Linked DNA regions of Triticum aestivum: region 1 is linked to region 2. The links are chromatin contacts, called in public Hi-C maps. All regions are on one chromosome and are shown on one strand. Each heading gives the region's core, a stretch centred on a gene start, on an enhancer-like site or on the middle of the called end of the contact. The rest is flanking DNA. Distances are from core to core; before and after follow the strand shown. Region 1 holds the start of LOC123079095 (anthocyanidin 5,3-O-glucosyltransferase). Region 2 holds the start of LOC123074715 (phloretin 2'-O-glucosyltransferase-like).

What was found. Hi-C and Micro-C count contacts between places; a contact is called where the count stands out from the background.
Region 1: a contact with region 2 is called in a Hi-C map of leaf, with 5 times the contacts expected there. The contact joins the promoter of LOC123079095 here to the promoter of LOC123074715 in region 2. A contact is called at or near these places in 2 of 5 Hi-C or Micro-C datasets (both in leaf).

What each region holds. Positions count from the first base shown.
Region 1 is chr3D:389,520,422-389,524,518 of IWGSC CS RefSeq v2.1, forward strand. LOC123079095 (anthocyanidin 5,3-O-glucosyltransferase) reads right to left here and starts at 1,889. Exons shown (of 1, transcript XM_044501769.1): 1 at 242-1,889. The coding sequence starts at 1,796. The coding sequence ends at 390.
Region 2 is chr3D:388,768,250-388,772,695 of IWGSC CS RefSeq v2.1, forward strand. LOC123074715 (phloretin 2'-O-glucosyltransferase-like) reads right to left here and starts at 2,313. Exons shown (of 1, transcript XM_044497483.1): 1 at 507-2,313. The coding sequence starts at 2,069. The coding sequence ends at 648.

The DNA of each region.
Region 1 (4,097 bases), core at 639-3,138, 750 kb after region 2:
GTCCCGCACCGGCTGGGGATCCGCGAGGAGGGGAAGGGTCGACCCCGCCGCCACCCACGCCTGCCAGGCTTCGCCCGACGGCGATGCGGGGCGAGGGAGGAGAGGCCGGAGGGGAGGGGCTGGGGGCCGGCAGCTAGGGTTCCCCCGAGGGCGCCCGCGAGAGTGGCTGGGAGGGAGGGGTGCGGTTGTCGCACAGTTCGATTTCTAAAGTATTCCATTAATAGAGACAACAGTTAGGTACTCACAAGAAGCAGAGTGCAATTTTTTTTTCGAACAAACCAACAGTAGCTGCGAAAGGGTTCGGAAATAAACTTAGTCCGCATATAATATCAAAATGAGATAGCCCGCTACTACGAATCGAACATTAAATAAAGATTACAAGTTTCACATCAATGCTGCACGGTTGGGGCTATGGAAGTGTCCAGGTCGTTGAGGAATTGGACAAACGCCAAGTCGGACGAGCCCCCTTCCTTGAGCGCCTCGGCAGCTGCATCCTTCGCCGCCGCCACCCGCTCCCTGAGCGCCTTGCCGCCCTCGGACGCCATAACCCACCTGACCTTCTCCTCCACTTCCTCGGCCTTAACCACCTCTTCGTTGTAGCCTCTCATCTCCACCCCGAGCTTCATTCCCTCCACTATGTGCACCTTGTTCACCTTCTGCTCCGCGTACAGCGGCCAGCACAGCAGCGGCAACCCTGCCGTGATGCCCTCCAGCGTCGAGTTCCAGCCGCAGTGCGTCATGAATGCGCCGGTCGCCCTGTGGCGCAGGACCTCCACCTGCGGCGCCCAAGACTTGATCACGAGCCCTCTGTCCTTGGTCCTCTCCAAGAACCCTTCCGGCATGAGCGCGTCGAGATCGGGCTCCGGCAGCGAATCGCCGTACTTGTAGTCGGGATTGCGCGGGCTCCGCACGACCCACAGGAATCTCTCCCCTGACTTTTCTAATCCAGTTGCAATCTCCTCGAGCTGCTTACCGGAGAACGTGCCCATGCTGCCGAAGGAGAGGAACACCACGCTCTGGTCCGGCTGCGCGTCCAGCCACCGGAGGCACTCGTGCTCCTTGTCTCCGCCTCCCGAAACCAACGGCCCGATGCAGTAGACCGGCGGCGTGGCACGACCAGGGACGCAGAGCCCGTCCTTGAGAGCGCGCACCGCCCGCGTCTCCAGCGACTCGAAGGAATTAATGAGAATTCCGTTGGCATCTGGCATTCGGTCGAACATGCCTGAGATGGCCTTGAGTACTTCATCGTTGTGGGTGACTTCGGGTAAGTCCGAAGCCTTTAACGGAGGAACACCCGGGAAAGTGATGATAGAGTCGCCGAGCTCCTTTACCTTACTGCCGGCGAGCTTGCTCGGCAGGTTGAAGAAGAGCGCGAGATCGGCGGCGGCCGACGCGTAGAAGTAGTAGACCGGCAGCTTGAGCTCGGCCGCGACATCTTGGGCGTCGACGCAGAACATGTCGAGGACGAGTGCGTCGACGGAGGGCAGCGAGCGGAGGAAGTCGAGGAGGGGAGCGTTCATGGATTTCAGGAGCCGGAAAATCTGGATGACGGGGTGCGTGGGCGCGCTGTTGGAGTTGGAATCGGCGGGCGGCGGCGGCAGGACGTGGAAGGCGACGGAGGGGTTGGAGGCCCTCGCGCGGGCGACGGCGGCGGAGAAGTCCGTGGACTCGACCTGCGGATCGATGAGCACCACGGTGACGGCCAGGCCGTGCTTGAGGAACAGCTTGGCGACCTCCACCATCGGCACCAGGTGGCCGACGCCGACGCCAGGGTACAGGACAACGGTCTTCTCCATGGCTTCACTGTCCTAGCACGAAATGCTTTTTGGGTTGGTTTTGGCTCTGTTCTGCTTCAAGTTCTGCTCTGCTCTACGAACGACCCACCGGGACCGTGCTACTCCTATATAGGTGGCTCGTCGAATTCAATCCAAATTGGTAGGGCCAGGGCAATGCATGACCGCGTGAGAGCGTGAGCTCAGCTCAGCGCCACATACGACGAACGAACGGACGAACGGCCGAGTCCTTTCTTGCTCCAGGAGTCTCAGGATTGCGTTCCACGGCACATGACCAGCCACGGTGCTTGGAGTAGCTGAGTCGACATGTCACGATGCCTGAAGCCTGAAGCCGTTGAGGTAGGACACAAGCATGGGTCCGTGGAGATAGCTGTGGCGCTGTGGCGCCTGCGGGAGTGCCGACGTCAGCCGTGACGGGAGCCTTTTTGCTATGCCGATCGGCTCTTGGTGTCGCCGCCATCTTCTTCTAGAAGGACTTGTTTGCTTGCTGTTCAGAGCGTTGCCAGGAGCACAAAGTACATTTCTCATACTCAACCGGCCGATCGCCTATCGTCTGGCATTATTTATTGATCAGTACGCATCCATGCCCATGGGCGACCCCGACCCTTGTTGGTGCACTGACGTAATGGATGAGCGAGCAGACTGCCTAGGGAAAATCGAAGGAGGAAAAATGCAATAATTGCCTCTTCCAAGTATGGTGCTTAGACGAGGTGTTAGCAACTAAAGCACTTAATTATGTGCTTAGACTAGCCACAATGGGTAGTAACATAGAGTAGTAACATCTACATGTTACTACTCTATGTTACTACCTCAATAGTGGGTAGTAACATAAGTGTGGTAACATACAAAGCTTCATTTATTACGTTATACACTCATATTGCATTGGGACATGTGATGTTACAGTAACTAGCTAAGTTACTAGTACTACATCTCTCCACATTGACTCATTGCCACATAAGCAAAATTGCTGAGTTGGACTCGATGTTACTACCGAAGTTACTCCCACTGTGGCTAGTCTTAGGCTGCTGGCAATGTACCGATGCTTATTAGGGGGTGTTTGGTTCAGAAGTCCTAGGACTTTTTCTAGTCCCAGGGACTAATCAAAAAAAGACTCTCTAGTAGAGTCTTTTTCTAGTCCCTGTAGAAAAAGTCCCTCCCGTTTGGTTCCTAGGGACTTTTTAAGGACTTTTTCTAGTCTCTGGGACTAAAAAGTCCCTGAACCAAACACCCCCTTAGATAAGGTGCTAAGCATATTAAATAGCTTGGTTACTATACTCTCCAATGCATTGATGCTTAGCTTCTTGTAGCTAAACTTTTTTCCTTGAATGATTTACAACCTAAAATTCTTCATGCATTGATGGGCTTTTTTTCATTTATGCTTAACTTCACGCGCTTGGCATTGTTTTTTTCTAGGGTCACCATATTCATCTATCTCCTCCTAGGCCCTTCCCAGTGCTCCACCGTGGACAGGAGTTTTTGTCCAAAAGGACCACTTGCCAAACGGAATTGCTAGAAAAGACCCCCTCCAGATGAAATTGACAAAAAAAGACCCCCTCGGTCATGGCGGCAGGCGCGCCAGCCGACACGTGGCACCTGCCGCCACACCAGCAGGCGGCAGAACTGTTCATTGCACTATTCACACGGGGGATGGTTTTACGCGGTAGAACGGCAACGAGACGTGAGTGAACAGCGATGTTGCCTCCCGGTGTGGCGGCATCACTGTTCATGTGGGATGAACAGTAATTTCAAAAAAATTCTGAAATTTTGCACCCACTTAGAACACTCGATCATCTTTGCTCACAAAAAAATCAGATTTTTCTGAATTTTTCTGCTATTTTTTTCATTTTTTGAAAATTATTATTCATCCTGTATGAACAGTGATAGTGCTGCGAGTGAACAGTGTTGCCGCCTCCTGGTGTGGCGGCAACACTGTTTAGTCGCGTTTGTTGCCGTTCTACTGTGTCAAAACCGTACCCCGCGTAAACAGTGTTGCCGCCATGGCCGAGGGGGTCTTTTTTGCCAATTTCATCCGACGAGGTCTTTTCTAGCAATTTCGTTGGGCAGGTGGTCCTTTTGGACAAAAAATCCTGTGGACAAGTGCTAAGCATGCCACATAAGCAACAAAATGACATGGCGCAACAATTAAGGAGGAGAGAGAGCACTTTGGTGACCCCAGGAAGAACCAATGTCAAGCGCGTGAACTTAGGCAAACCACTTAAATGAAACAACTTGACCAATGCATGAAAGACTTTAGGTGCTAACTCATTAAATGAAGTGAGCTTAGCAACAACAAGTAAGCACCTA
Region 2 (4,446 bases), core at 1,063-3,562:
GATGATGATGCGTCGGTGTGTTTGAGGCTGCAGAGGAGAGAAGCGAGAGGAAGTGAGAGAAGAAACTTGCAGCAGTAGCGGTGCGATGGTGGCTTCCTTGCAGCAACAGGGTGCGGCGAGTGGCGGCTCCAATAGTTGTCGGCCAGCCTGCAAGGGAGAGGCGAGAGAAAAACAACGGGATATGAGAGAAGCAGAGGTAGGAGACAAAGAAGTGAAGAGAACGAGTGGCTCTCCGTGACCGGTTGAAGATAAGGGAGAAAGTGATTCTAAGAAAGAAGACAAGGAAGGGTGTGATAGATGGTGCATGGCCTAATGGACGCATGGCGCTTGAGCCACGTGGTTGATTTCTTCAGAAATCAGTCGGATGTTTTTAACACTTTTCTACTCTCCATTTCAAAATAGATGACTCAATTTTATATTAACTTTATACTTAAAATTAAGTTAGTACAAAGTTGAGTCGAGTCTATTTTAACACGAAGGGAGCATATTATTACCCATGCTCTAAGTGAAAAGCAAAAGCGGTGGTGGCTCTGTACTGGAGGCGTGGCGCGCATTGGAGGAGGTTTACACCGCGCTGTAATCAGCCGGATGTTTTTAAACATTTAGAAAACAAATTCCACCAAGCTGAACAAGGCGAACACTAAAGGTTAAATAACATCTAGCATGGAAATCTTGAGATCATCCAGGAAGTCAACAAATGCTGCCGCTGAGGACCCACCGGTCTCCAGCGCATCGGCTGCAATCACTTTCGCTATCGCCATCCTCTCCCTGATCTGCTTCCCATGCTCGGACTCCATGACCAGCCTCACTTTCGCCTCTACCTCCCTAGATTTCACGGTCGCCTCGTCGTAGCCGTCCATGGCCACCCCAAGCTTCATGTCCTCCACCACCAACACCTTGTTCATCCCCTGCTCCGCGTACATGGGCCAGCACAGCATCGGCACCCCGGCGACAACAGCCTCAAGCGTCGAGTTCCATCCGCAGTGCGTCACGAACGCGCCGGTCGCCGGGTGCCGGAGCACCTCCACTTGCGGCGCCCAGGAAGAAACCACCATCCCGCGTCCCCTCGTCCTGTCCAAGAATCCCTCCGGCAGCAGCGGCTCCACCGCCGCCTCGGCCCGTCCCTCGAACCGCTTCGTTGCGTCGGCGTCCGGCGCAACGGGTGCTCGCACGGCCCATAAGAAGGCGTGCCCGCTCTTCTCCAGTCCCACGGCGATCTCCTTTAACTGCTCTGCGGGCACCGAGCTCGCGCTCCCGAAGCAGAGGAATACCACGCTCCGCGCTGGCTGCTTGTCTAGCCATCTCAGGCATTCGTGCTTCACGGTGCTTCCCCGCTCCTCGCCGACCAATGGACCGACGCAGAACAGTTTCGGTACTGACTCGCCGGGACGGGGAGTCCCGTCTTTTATCGCCTTGACGGCGCGGGGCTCCAGCCACTTGAACGTGTTCGACAGAATGCCCTTAGATCTTGGCACCTGCTCCATAAGGCTAAGGATTGTCTTGTACTGGCTGTCGCCGCGGTCGAGCAGCACTTCCGGCAAGTCGGACGCCGGAATTGGGTGGACTCCGGGGAAGTGCAGCAGGGAGCGCCCCATGTCCCGGAAGGAGACAGTGGAGCGCATGACGTTGATGTGCAGGTAGGCAGCAAGGACCGACGCAGCGGAGGTGAAGAAAAGGTAGGCCGGGACGCCGAGCTCTGCGGCGGCATCAAACCCGTAGGCGCAGAAGAAGTCGGTGACTAGAGCCTTGACGGACGGGAGGGACCTCAGGAAGGCGAGGAGGGCGGAGTTGGTGGCGCGGAGGTCAGCGACAAGGGCGATGAATGGATCGGCATCGGGGTCAGCCGTCTGGGCGGAACGGGTCGCTGACGGCGGTAGTAGGTGGAAGGAGACGGAAGGATAGGATGCGGCGAGGCCGGCAATGGTCTCAGAGGACTTGCCTGTAGACGGGACGTCGGCGACGGCGACGGTGACAGGAACGCCATGTGCGGTGAGATGGTGGGCGAACTGTGTCATGGGATGGAGGTGGCCCCTGACCATCCATGTGTAAAGCACGACGGTGCTCTGCATATTTGCTTCTGTGTTTCAGTGGCAGTGTTCTGAACTCTGAAGGAGAGAAGCTGGCAATCGATCGGGTGTGTTATATATACGGGCGATGTTTCGTAGCCGCCTGCGACTACCAGCATATTTGAGTCTGCGGTCATGGTAGATTGATACGTTGTTTGATTTAGTTTGGTTTCGCATGCAACCAGTAATGCTGGCAATGGTTTCAGCTGTAAAGTTAGCATATTTATATTTACTTATTTTAAAAAAGTAAAGGAGTCTGCGGTCGTGATGGTAGATTGATATGTTTTTGGTTAACTATTAATGTCGGCAATGGTTTTAGAGGACTTGCCTGAAGGAGACTTGAGAGTTTCGCCTCCACAGTTTTATTTCTTTGATTTTTAATCGCCGCGCGATCCCATCCCATTGGTTTATTTTCTCTCTCATTAAAGAACCAAATCCCATCAAAGGGAAAGATCTTATTTCGTGCTTACTTTGTAAGGTGGTAATTCAATTCAATCAAGTAAATAATAGGTAATTAAAAATTCAGAAATCACAGCATATATATGAGATGACCTACCCAAAAAACATAAATAAGACTTTTTTTATAACATTTCAAAACAAAATAAGATACTTCTCAATGTGCTGCCATTTATTGATATCGCTATCTCTACTATTAAATGACAATCACAACTTTTCTAATACAACAAAAACAACATATCTTTTTTCTTATCTTACCAAATAATATACACATTTTCTCATCCTACCAAACCACATGTATATATCTCTACTCCTAAAGGGGGAGTTGGTAGCCTGGTATAGTATATTTTTGTTTCACCTCTCACTTCCCCATCCCATTGGTTTTTTCTCTTTCACATTAAAAAACCAAATCTCATTATGGAGATCTTGTATCGTGCTTGTTTAGGCAGGTGCTAATTCAATTCAATCACATAAATAATAAGTGATTAAGAATTTAAAAATCACACCATATATGTAAGATCACCTTCCTAAAAGACACACATAGATTTTTCTCAATAATCTACCAAAACAAAATCAGGTATTCCTTCATAACAAATCGCTAATCCCGCGTGCTATGCCATTTATTATTATCATTATCTCTATTATTAATTGACAATCACAAATTTTCTAATACAATAAAAATAATATATACCTTTTTTTCTTATGGGCGTACACATCCGTGCGCCCCTGCGGAGGGACGCCGTGCGCGACACCATGGAAGACGTTGTGGCCGAGCCTAACGCCGATGCGATGCTCGAGAATGCCATGATGTGGATCACGACGTCGAGGACGGCCATGGCGGAAGGCGGGTCCTCGGACCGCCACATACAGATGTTTGTAGACGCAGTCACATTATATTTATTTTTTGTCATACAGAGAGCCAGACAGTCTACATTCTCAAATCAAGTATGTTCATACAAATAAGAAATTAGTTAAGAAAATATGTCCTACAATACTCGATAGTCGTGATCTTCGTTCATAGCAACCATTCATGCATTTTTTTAATCAAGCACTAAATCAATTTGTAAATCAAATCATTAATGCAATTAATTACCTAGAAATTTAATTAGGTATGCAATTCATTAGGTCCATTTAAATAAGAAATTCTTCACACCGAATTAATTTGGAAATCGAGTCATTAATATAATTAATTAATCACACAGACAATTATTTATGCCTACAAATTAATTAATTAAGCAAGCAGTTAATCACGCCAAATCATTTTGAAAGCGCTCGTGGGCAAAGATGATTAACAGGCTATTAGCAAAATGGTCAAGCACCGCTTGCCAACATGGACAACGGCATATTTTAGTGAAATTTGTGATATTTCACATATTTCAGTGGGGTCTGGCATACTTTTTACCCAAAGATTCGACATAGACTCAAACTGATTTCAAAGTAAATAGAAATTATGTTAGAATTCATTAAAATTAAGTGATATTTGAAATCTTAAAAGCCGAAACAAATTTAGAAATATGTAAAATCTCTGAAATTTCACATATTTCGCTGAGGTCCAAAATTATTTTGTTTCCAAAATTAAAAACCTTGACGACCACCATGCGCTCGGGACATGAGCGACTGAGCATTCACCAAGATGGATGACGACTATGCTTTTCGCTGTGAGGACAACATGACACAACATTGACCAGTTGGTTCATGCTATAGTAGAAAGAAAGAGTGTTCCAACAATAAGAAGGAAAAAAGAACTAAAGCCACCAAGTGGTCCATGGTGTTGAAGAAAGAAAGAGTGTTCAAAAAATAAGACGAAAAAAGAAATAAAAGTACTCTAAAAAATAAGTAGGAATGAGAACTAAAATTGGCGAGGAATGAGAAAGAAGTAGATGAGGTGTCAATGATGAACACACTAATATTGACTCAATGCTGG